2 separate regions of the Mus musculus genome follow, and region 2 is linked to region 1. A link is a contact called in public promoter capture Hi-C data. All regions are on one chromosome and are shown on one strand. Each heading gives the region's core, a stretch centred on a gene start, on an enhancer-like site or on the middle of the called end of the contact. The rest is flanking DNA. Distances are from core to core; before and after follow the strand shown. Region 1 holds the start of Rgcc (regulator of cell cycle). Region 2 overlaps Vwa8 (von Willebrand factor A domain containing 8).

Region 1 (5,578 bases), core at 2,610-5,109:
CTTAGAGTTACAGGACCAGAACTGCCAAGCCTGTTATTTATTTGTTACAGGAGGCATTCAGGCTAAAGCTGAATTGTAAAGATCAGAACATACCCTTCCCCTATAGGAGTGTACACAAGATGGTGATCTCACTCTACTTATTTATTTTTGGTAGTTTTGAGGCTCGAATCCAGAATCCCACATGCTCAGCACATGCTCGGCACATGCTTGGCACATGCTCAGCACATGCTTGGCACATGCTCGGCACATGCTTGGCACATGCTCGGCACATGCTTGGCACATGTTTAGCACATGCTTAGCAGATGCTTGTCCACTGAGCTACATCTTCAGGCCCTGACGGCTTATTTTATTTTTCCCCTGTAGATGTCAGTTACCGATAGGGTTGGTTAACATAGCTGCTTCATGACATCAGAGACCCAAGACACTTCTATGTTTCTGCTGCCATTCTAGGAAAGTGATCTCTACCTCATGGCTAAAATCCAGCTTCAAGGCTGCCTGTCATCCTGTAGGAGAAAGCCAAGTGAGGGAGACTTACTCAGGAAGCCACATAGGAGAGCTCTGTCTGCTGCCCAAAATTTAGTCATATCACCAATTTTAACTCAAGATAGACTGGAAATATACTGTTTCGGGAATGCATGAGTCTACTTGTTTGTTTACAGATTCAACTAGAAGCATCTTCCATAGAGTGTTTGTGGAGAAATATCAAGCGCAGAAGTCCTATGGGTAATTGCAGGTAAGACATTTAAGGGGAGGAATATTTGTTCTGAAAGTAAAAAAAAAAAAAAAAAAATTAAAGTGAATGAATTTCAGTTATACATTTCCAGGAGGAAGGTGAGATGGCTGAGAGAAAGTAAAGTCCTGGAAGAAAGGATCCAGGAGGGTGCTGGTGAGATGGCTCAGTGGATAAGAGCATCGACTGCCCTTATCCTGTCCTGAGTTCAAATCCCCAGTAACCATATGGTGGCTTACAACCACCTGTAATGAGACCTGATACCCTCTTTTGGGGTGTCTGAAGACAGCGACAGTGTACTTACATATAATAAATAAATAAATAAATAAATAAATAAATAAATCTTTAAAAAAAAAAGAAAAAAAGAAAAGAAAAGAAAAAAGAAAGGGTCCAGGAGAGGCAGGAGGTTAGCCATGATAACCTGGAGGATTCAGAAAGATGAGACCCTTAGGTGATGCTCTGGACAAGTTTCATGAAAAGAGTGGCCAGCAGTGTGCAGAGAAGAGGTGGCTATGGTCTGACTATGTCAGACCTTGGGGTGGCCTGAACATTACAATCTCATTGCAAGTTTGATCCTGTCAAACAGCGGGGCCTTTGTGAACTGGCTGTCACCAGAATAGAGCTCTCCCAGATGGAAGTAAGGGTTACCAAAGGGCTTGAAGGGGGCGCCGTTTGCTCTTTCCTTCCTTTCGCCCTGTGAGCAATCAGCAAGCCCTCACCAGACAGCACTGGGTGGGAGTCTTGATCTTGGGCCGCCTGGCCTTCGGAACAGTGGGGAAGAAATCTCCGTGATTCACAAATTACCTAGCCTGTGATATTTTATTATATGATAGCAAAGCATATCTACGGGAGAGACCGGTTAAAATAAAGATCGGGTCTTTACAGCACTAGAAGTCCTGACTTTCCTGTTGGAAATTAAAGGAGACATCAAGTCTTTTTCTTGAGGCCATTGCAGCCAGAGACTGAATGACTGAATGAGCTTTTGAAACCTGGAAGTTAGGTAAGTCTCAGTGAGGAGATGAAGGATACAGCTCCCCGTGCCTCCTGAGGGACGGGTTGCACCTGAACACTGAGGTCATTGACTATCTCTGTCACCACTGTCAGGTGGGGGGGGGGGGCATAAAAGGCCCTAGGATATGGAGCCCAGCCAGAAGGCTCTGGAGAACAAGGGTTTAAACCTTTACCTGGTTCTAGGGAAGAAATCAACACATGTGCAGCACTGAGTGAGGCCTTTGCACTGAGATGTGTGTAAGGATGGGCTGGGGGCAACCCAATTTCACACCAGGTGAACTGTGGACAAATGAATTGTGTTCCACGCACTAACTGAACAGGTAATTGGCATCTTTTTTTTTTTTTTTTTTTTTTTTGGCTGCTCCTCCCAGATTGGTTGCTGCTGTTGGCTTATCTGCTCTGGGGCTCAGTGCCACCCTTGACTGCTTAGTTCTTCTTCACCCTAGGGAGGCAGGGTGTGGCTAACTTCAAAGTGGTGCTGAAAAGAGACAGGCCTGCCTTCTATTAAACCACTAAGGGGTAGGCAAGCCCCTTAGCTGCTCTATTCCAGTTTTCACACCTGCCGACCACTGGCAATGATTATATTATTCAGGGGTGGCTGTCAGGAGTGACCTGGTGCATGCCACATTCTGACACCTAGGAAGGCTGGAGTCACTGGGGAAAGATGTCCTCACATAACACCATCCAAAGATTCTGTGATGATGGCCGTTGATCACTTGAAAGTGTCTAGTATAGCTAAGGAAGTGTCTGGTGTAGTTAAGAAAGTGTCTGGTGTCTGGACTGAAAACTTTCACTTTATTCAATTTTGATTGTTTTACATTTATTTATTTATTTTCTTTTGCAGGTCTGAGGATGAGCCTTCAGACTCAGGGCTCACCCATGCTAGGCAAGCACTTTATTGCTAAATCATATTCCCAGGCCCCAGCTAGCCCCTTACTTTACATTAATTTAGTGGTGTGTGTGTGTGTGTGTGTGTGTGTGTGTGTGTGTGTGTGTATGTGTGTGTGTGGTGTGTGTGTGGTATGTGTGTGTGTAGCATGTGCATATATGCACACAAGGCGTATGTTGTGCCGGACAAGATCAGAGGTCAACCGCAAATGTGATCGATTCCCTGGGCACTGCCCACCTCCATTTTTAAGATACAGCTTTTCATTGACTTGGAGTTCTCACTTTGGGATTGGCTGGGGAGTCCCAGGGATTTGCCAGCCTTTGCCTCTCAGGGCTGGGATTATAAGTGGTGTCCATCTAGTTTGGATTTTTTAATGTGGATTTTGGGGCTTGAACTTGGATCTTCATGCGTGCACAGTAAACTCTTTACAGACAGGATTGTACTATGTAGGGTTTTTTTTCTTTTCTTTTCATGCAGTAGTCCTCAAATCTCCACTCTCTTGCCTAGACCCCCTTCTACCATCCTCCTTAGGGCTGGGACTATAGGCGCAGGCCACCAGCAGGCCTCTTATTTTACGTTTAATAACTACCTGGGGCAAAGGGCTGTTGGTCACCTGAGGCAGGAATTCTACTGGGCTGTGCTAAGGATGGACGCTCAATCATACGGACCCTATACCAGAATGCATCTGTCCATGTGGTACTCTGCGCTCAAAGATCATCTCAATTGAAGACTGCATTCACCTCAACCCACTGCCCTCAGCTGTCCACTCTGTCCACGCACAACCTTATAAATTCCTTGAGAAAAGTCAGATGGAGGACTGGTTCTTTGCAGAGGCTACTGAGGCCCTTGGCTCCTTTATTTTTGCAGCAAACAAGGAGGCTTTCTGCATGTGCAGTTCCATTTCATAGATGAGGCTCAAGGAGGCTCAGCCAGAAGGCGGGAAACAGGGTAAACTCTTGGAGAACTCTGATGCCCGCAAAGACACTTCCTTGGGTCGGGTTGTCAGGGTGGTAGAGAAAGCGGCGGGTAAATATTTGGGGCGGTATCCTGGACTCCGGCGACACCCGTCACTGCGGTTCTTCAGAGGCCAGCGCGTGGCTAGGGCGGTGCCGGGAGTAGGGGGTGGAGGGACAGGGGCGTCCCCTAGGTCGTCTGGGACTTACTCAGCAGCCCCGCCCCGCCCCGCCCCTGCCGGTGGCTATAAGACGGAGTAGCCGGCGGGTGGCGCGGCTCAGGCGAGTAGCTAGCGCTCAGGCTCGGCAAGGAGCAAGGCAGAGGCACCGGAGCAGACTGCAGTGCAGGCGGCAGCCACCAGGGCCAACACCTCGCAGCATCTCTGCTACGCGTGTCACTGAGCAACTTCTCCATGAAGCCGCCCTCAGCGCAGAGCAGTCCCGCGGCGGTCGCGGCCGCAGGTGAGTGCCTATTTGGAGGTGTCTTCTCCACCTCTGCGCCCCGGGATCGAAGCCAGGGACTGCGTCCACGCTAAGCTACACTCTCAGCTCCGGGGCCCCTGAGAGCTGGAGCCTGCAAGTAGGGGCGAGAGAACAGAGGTCGCTAAGGTCTTCTTCCACTGCCCACCCTTCTGTCCTCCATCACCCTGGCATCCCGTCTCCGGATCGCTCGTCCGATGCAGGTTTAGTTTGGTTTTCCACGCGGGACAAGGAACCGGAGTCTGACACGTAACGGGTGCCTGCTGACTCAGACTTCCCGCCGCCACGCGCTCCAGGGAGCGAGCGTGGGCAACAGTAGGAAAGCGCGTGGGGTGGGCTAGGTGACTTCCAGACTTTCAGCTCAACCCACGGAGGCTTCTTCTCCTCCGTGTCTGGTGACAGGCGCTTTAGAGGGTGGTTGGGAGGTTACGGAGTAACTGACTGCGTGGCTGTCACTGGCAAAGGCAGAGTGGAGTTCTAGGGAACGCTGGCCGCCCCTCCAGATGCCCTCTGTGCCCTCCCTCCCCTAGCCCCGGCCATGGACTCCGCGGCCGCTGCAGACCTGACCGACGTGCTGTGCGAGTTCGACGCGGTGCTGGCCGACTTCGCGTCGCCCTTCCACGAGCGCCACTTCCACTATGAGGAGCACCTAGAGCGCATGAAGCGGCGCAGCAGCGCCAGCGTCAGCGACAGCAGCGGCTTCAGCGACTCGGAGAGTAAGTGAAGCCCTGTTGAAGTCAGTAATCCTCAGACTCAGGCTTCCTAAAGCTCTAGATTCACCTGGGTTATCTTTAAACTGAGGCACGACATCTGGGGAAAGTCAGACCCGGGGATCTGCACGGCTCTGAGATGCCTGAAGAGTTGACTTTCTGAGTCGTTAGCCCAGATGTGCGGGGGTCATTAAGGCGTTCTTGGGGAGAGAGGTACGAGGGTGGGTGGGTGGCTCTTAAAGAGCTGTGGGTCTACCTGTCACGGCAGGTGTGTACCATGAGGCCTGAGGGTTTGTGCAGTCAGCCAGAACTCCTGGGAGTCCAGCCAGGCCTTCCAACCTTTTCCCGCCTTTCTACCCACTCTTCGCTCTTCATTTTTTTTTTTTTATTTTATTTTATTTTGAGACTCTCCCAAGGTGATCTATGTAGCTGCGGGTGACCTCGAACCTCTCTGATCCTCTTTCCTCGGGCTTCAGGGTGCTGGGGTGACAGTGCAATGCCACCACATTTAGGCACATCAGTTTATAGGCAATGCTGGGGGTCAGACCTAGGGCTTCTTGCACGCTAGGCAAACACTAGACCAACAGCACCCTCCCTTTCCTTTTCCAGAATGGGTGTTGGGGAACATGAGGACACGAGTGAGCACAAGAATGAAACATTTGTGAAACCAAAATGGTTTCATAAGCTGCTGTTTTTGGAATGCTTGAAATAACTTCGTTCACTTTCTGCCTAGCTCCCAGGCTCTTTCGCCACTCCAGGCACTTTTGAAACAGTCTCCCGCTGGGCTGCTGAGTTCAAGTACAGG
Region 2 (6,026 bases), core at 1,198-3,697, 200 kb after region 1:
GGCTCTCCGTAGGTGATGCCACCACAGGGCAGGTGGTTCCAGGTTATATACACGTCAGTAAGCAGCACTCCTTCATGAATTCTGCTTCAGCTCCTGCTTCCGGGTTCCTGCCCTGACTCCCCTCAGTAATAGCATGGGTCTGAGAGTCCTAAGAGTTGTTTGGCCATGGTGTTTATCACAGCAATAAAAACCCTAAGATATTATGAGATGTTATTTTCTTTGATTCTTTTTTTTGGGGGGGGGCATTTTCGAGACAGGGTTTCTCTGTGTAGCCTGTCCTGGAACTCACTTTGTAGACCAGGCTGGCCTCAAACTCAGAAATCCGCCTGCCTTTGCCTCCTGAGTGCTAGGATTAAAGGCGTGAGACACGATGCCAGGCTTTGCTTTGATTCTTGAACTAATTGTGTATTTAAACAAATATACAGCCAGGATGGAATAAGACCTTTCCTTAAATGATTAAAAACCATCTCCCACCAAGCCAACATATTAAGTAAGGTATTCGAAGAAGTCACATGTATTAGAGAAAGTAGATTTACCTCTCTGGTTAATGGCTTCATTTTTCACAGCTTTAATGTCTGACTAAAGGTCAGGAGCAAAGAAGCTGTCAGAAAGTAGTAGCCTAGGCACAGCCTGCAGGGCTGCGGGCAGAGAGCACATCTGCCTTGTTCCTGAGTCGGACAGGAGCGGCTCTGCCTAGATCACACATCTCCCTGCTTTAAAGGCCCTGCTGCTAAGGCAGGGCAATGACAGCAGCACTGAGTGGTGACAAGCTCCGCCCTAAGTCTCTGGGGATTGTTCAGCGGCAGCATGGGGGCTGTGGGGGTGAACCTGGTGGTGAACAGGTGAACTGGGAGAGCATTCTTGCTTTCATAGGACAATGACAGTAAGGACAGAGGAGAGATTACCTGGGGACAGGGATGTAACGGAGTTTCTTTGCTTGGAGATCAGTAACCTCTATGTAGCCAGCTGTCTGGGGGGGAGTAACATCTGCAAATAAGTCGCAATACAAGCCAAGTGTTAAAGGTGCAGAGGCCAAGGTGGACCCAAGGGTGGGACTCTGGGAAAACCAAACACAACACACACATAACACAAACACAACACATACATGCTTTTAAAGGTTTTGTCTGTCTGTCTGTCTAGCTACATGTGTACCATCTATCTTCCTATCTTCCATCATTTTTATTATAGTTCCTATCTTCCATCATTAGAAGGAAATGCCCAGGTTATTCATGCTGTATCCATTGATTGTGGCTCACAAAATAAACAAACAAACAACACCAGAAAAAAAGAAAACAAAAACAAACAACAACAGTAGTTCTAGTTCTGCAGTTGAAGGATTAAAAAACAAGCAAGCAAGCAAACAAACAAACAAACCAAACTATCATAAAAACTCAAGGTGATGGGTTTTTCTGAAATGGGATGTCTAGACTCCTCAGTGCACCTTTATGTATGCAGCCGAGGTATGTGTGGACCCTACTAACTTTGCAGCAGCCCTGCTACCCAGCATGTTGGGCGGGGGTGGGGCGCTCACAGCACGGGGGTGGGGGGTGGGGGTGGGGGGTGGGGGAAGCAAAGTTCCTCCCTTTCCCATTTCTTTTCCATTCTGAGCCATTGTGGACCTCTGGGGACTTGGAAAAGATTCCAGAGTGGGGATTGTCGATTTGGAGCCAGGTATGAGAGATTCAGAGGTGTGTGTGTGTGTGTGTGTGTGTGTGTGTGTGTGTGTGTGTGTGTGGAGGGGGAGGGAGCAGTGCTGGAGGCAGGGGCACCAGGAACAGGGGACTGAGGAAAAGGGTTAAGATGTAATTTTCCCACCCAACTGAAGTAGTTGTCCCTAGGTGACCATCTGCAAGCAGCACATGCTTGTTATAAGTCACACTGTCTGCCTTGTGCTTCTATGGAATATAGCTGATATTTGATAAGGCTGTATACCATTTATAATGTTTTGACAATTTCTGATTCTAAAATCCAGCTGAAATGAGGTGAATTTATATTTAGTCTACAAATATATATTTATTGACCTTTTTGGTTTTTTTTTTTTTGTTGTTGTTGTTGTTTTGTTGTTGTTGTCTGTCTTGGTTTTTTTTTTTTCTAAAAAGGACAAGCTATTGAAGCTAGCACTGCCTATCTAACTTACCTAAACAAGGTTGCTCTGTCACTTAAGGACATTTTCAAAAGCACACAGCAGGAGGCTGAGTTACTTTCTGACCACTGCAAGAACAAGTCTACTTGTTTTAAAATCTTTTACTACATCATTCTTTCTTTTTGTTCACAATTAATTCCACAGACAGAGGAGGAGGAAAATGCAGAGATGGCTATGTCTTCTGTCCAATCAGGAGAAAGCAAGAATTGACACTGATCTTAGATACTTCATGCAGCAGCAAAGGGCTCCGTGGTCACACAGGTGCCTGGCAGTGTTGTGGCAATGGTGCTAAGTGCTTAAAAAGAGTCAAGAGTAAAGCTTACTGCTCTAAAAATAAACCAGGAGACTAAAGTATTTACAGAAAGGGCCTTATGGGTATCCTTGAGTGGAATTTGTGGATGAATTAAGGAAGTGTATCTGCTGCCAGGTTTTTCTCCAAGCTTAGCTTTATCCTGCCATTTTAAATGTGCCCATACTTAGGAAGATGGAGGCTTAGTGTATTTCCACCATGGTTACAGCCCAGGTGGATTTCAAAGATAGGTACAAACTGTATTTAGGGATTAGTCCACTCACCATTAAAGGGAAGTCATTGCTGTAGTGTTTATCACTGAGTTCCCATGAACAGTGGAGTGTTTATATGTACAGGGCCAAGGTTAGGGCAGGAATAAAAACTGTCAGGTAAAACAACCGAGAGAGTCTGCAGAGGCAAAGGAAGTTACTTTACAAAATTCACTTCTTTTGGAAATGTAATGATGCATTTCTGCTGGCCACTAGGATTGAGGTCCTTCCCTCTGCATTCACGGGTTTAAAGTGACATGTGTAGAATGTTTCATTGAATGATGTTTTCCAGTAACAGTCTTTATGTATGTGTGTAATCATCAACTGTAAAAAAACAATATAGTAAAAACAGTGAAATGTACTGTGTTTAATCAGAAGAAACGTGAATGTTCAAACTATCACAAAAAAAAAAAAAAAAGCAAAGATGGAAGAAGGAATTCTGATGGCCATGCCAGCACTTGAGTGTGTCCGATGGGATGCTGGCAAGAGGATCTAATGGAACAAGCACTCCTGAGCTGTGTCACAGGGACAGGATGGATGAAGGAGGGTGGACATGAGTGACGAGGAGGGGACCAAGGGGAGTCCCGTGTCTGGGTGGATAGAAGGGCACTGTGCTGTGGTGGGAAGTGTCTACCAAGTCCCCACACTTGTCACTTGGCCCCCTTTCCTGTCATAATTCCTTCATTTCATTAACTCCCACACATCTTTCAGGAATCATTTAATTATCATCAACTGGGCCATAAGCTGCTCCTGTGTTTATAGAGCACCTTGATTGTGTGTGTGTACATATACACACATATATATACACATACTACATTATATATACATGCAGTATACTATATATGTATGTTATATGTATGTGTAGTATATATCTACTATAGTAATGCTGCGATGTACTGCAGCTGCCACACCATTCAGCTGCTTTTATCATGCAAAGTATTTTAAGGCAATATTGATTATTTTCCATGAGTTTCAGTGTGGAAAGAACTAATTCTTAGTATACTTATTTAAACACTGAGTCTTTCAACTCAGTAATGGTTGTAACACATTTAGCATTATGGTGTGGACTGGTTCTAGTGCTATTTGAGTTAATTCAGCTCCCCAAATCACATGGAACCCTTATGTCTGCGCTGAGGGTCCCTGCCCCAGTTGGCTCTGTCTAAGAAATAACGTTGTCTGCAGATGACGGCTGGACAGGGAGACAGAGGCAGGGCCACTCCTCTGATTGGGTCTGGAGTAGCAGAGATGGAATATAGATTTTAGAAAGTAATAATTCAGGAATATTGGAGAGGAGAGTGTGCTAGCCATGGGGAGGTTTGGAACTGCCCAGCCATTAAGCTGCTTAAGGTATTTAGAATAGAAAGCTGTGTATGTGTGTCTTTCTTTCAGAAATTCAGAACATTTCAGCGGATGGTAGTGAGAAGCGCCTATAGCCAGTGGGGAGTTCAGAGTGGATTAACAACCACACTAACAAGCCACACTAACACAACACATACAAGTCCAGGATAACAGCACTATCGCCTTGCAAATGACAGGTCTTATAGTGGCTATGCTGAATACCAGTGTGACATGGAAGGAGAGTTCTCAAGTTGATCGTGGGAGGGCTGGGCACAGACCTGCACCCCTCGGCCACTGGTGACCCCAGGTTATTTACCTTCTCTCCCTACCCCGAGGCATAACGCAAGTTAAATGAAAAGCAAGCTAATAATGGCGTGGGGTTTGAAGATCAATGGGTGGACACAAAAATGATCAATTCTGCACTTCGTACGCAGTCATCAACATGAGGTGACTGAAGCTGGCGGATTAAAGCAAGCCACACACAAACTCTCCTCTTGCAAGCTCTCAGAAGCCGAGTTTTAAGTAAGTCATGGTACATACAGGCACAGTGTGAACAAAGATAAACACTGCAGAGCCCACAAGAAGCGACCGTGTGAGGTGTCCACCGACTTCCCACACACAGAGGTGTTTTTAGCTACTTTAACAGTCAGGGTGGTTTATTCGTGTAAACAGAAAATGACAATGATAAACTAAACATCTCCCCACAAAAGCAAGCTGCCTTCAACCGTCTTGGCAAGCTGAAATGGTTCTGCACCTTTTGGGTAGAGGTCTTTCAGAGGGACTTCTCCTGGGGGCAGAATCCTCACCACCTGATTAGTATGTGTGAGAGTCACGCAGTTGTTGTGCCGTGGGGTGGCATTTGTCCGCTTCCCTGTGTACATTGTCATGCTGGTAACACTTGGTTGTCTCAAAGACGAAGACCTCTTCCATGAATAAACTTCACTGGGTGACTGAAAAATAAATAAATAAAAAGAGAAGACAAGGAAAAGGAGAAAGGGTGCTAAAATCACACACCTATTGCAATCACCACAATGCTTAGAGTACTTTGCCCCTTAAGCTAGTGCCAGTGCATAAATTTAAGAATGGTCATCACTGATAATGACATTTCTTGCAGATTAGGGTAAGAAAACTCTGTAAGTTTATAATAATTTATTGATTTTGATAACTGCATAAAGAGCTAATGAGGAATGACATAGCCCTTTGTACAACCTTATGAAGAAATACAAAGAAATTCGCATACAAGCAGGGAGGCAATGTGGTAAAGGATTAGCTAGGGGCCAATCACACCTGAGCTGACAGTCTCTGTGGGAGGGAGGATCTCTTCCGGTTTCTCCACGTGTAAAGCTCTGTGGCATTACTGTATAAGAAAGAGCTGTTGGGATGAAAGGGCTTAGAGCAGCAGCAGTGTGTTACTGCTTTGGGTGGGCCTCAGAAGCGTGCTTGCTTTGAATGCTGACTTTCATTTAAATTTTAAACTGGGCGTCTCCTCCATGGTGGGTACCAATCATCCAGAGAATGGCTTTAATAAGGTTATAACCGTGTGGCCTAGGAAGGGTTCTAAAGGATTAACATAAGCAGTAGCCTAGACACAGCTTTCGCCTTCGACCTTTTTCGTGGCAGCACTATATTTTAACCCTGATATCTTCAGCCGGAGTAAAGCAGTGAGATCACTTTTTAGACAGTCCCATTTCCACAGAAAAGCTCTATTATTTTTCTACCTCAGCAGCAAGGGCGGCAGCGAGCTCATCAGTGCGGCTCCATCGTTCCATCCAGGCTGCGTCAGACACCGTGCTGCGACAGCACTCTGCATTGTGAGTCACAGAATGTGGGAGCGAATGCTGTTACTTGGCAGTTAGTAAAGCTCCCGTCAAAGGTCTGAGGCACATATTATCTATTTGGTTCTGGATTTCAAATGTCTTCGATCCCTAAGGACCTTCCATCTGTTAATTAAACTAAAATTTCTAAGCATGTGAGATTGGGGCATCAA

What was found. Promoter capture Hi-C pulls out the DNA fragments that hold promoters and counts their contacts.
Region 2: a contact with region 1 is called in a promoter capture Hi-C map of neural stem cells. The contact joins the enhancer-like site here to the promoter of Rgcc in region 1. A contact is called at or near these places in 4 of 39 promoter capture datasets (the 3T3-L1 cell line, the C10 cell line, maxillary cranial neural crest and 1 more), 2 of 484 Hi-C or Micro-C datasets (female germline stem cells and myocytes), 12 of 115 datasets of contacts at active chromatin or transcription factors (bone marrow-derived macrophages, craniofacial prominence, embryonic forebrain and 8 more) and 2 of 9 other capture datasets (adipose tissue and liver).

What each region holds. Positions count from the first base shown.
Region 1 is chr14:79,299,916-79,305,493 of GRCm38.p6, reverse strand. Rgcc (regulator of cell cycle) reads left to right here and starts at 3,859. Exons shown (of 5, transcript NM_025427.2): 1 at 3,859-4,045; 2 at 4,594-4,779. The coding sequence starts at 3,997.
Region 2 is chr14:79,097,197-79,103,222 of GRCm38.p6, reverse strand. Vwa8 (von Willebrand factor A domain containing 8) reads right to left here. Exons shown (of 45, transcript NM_027906.1): 35 at 4,794-4,989; 36 at 906-987. Among named protein-coding and RNA genes, the nearest start is that of Gm30970, 35 kb to the left of the region's middle. Within about 2 kb of position 2,447, at least 1 of the 459 cell types and tissues checked has an H3K27ac peak or open chromatin away from gene starts, as enhancers often do.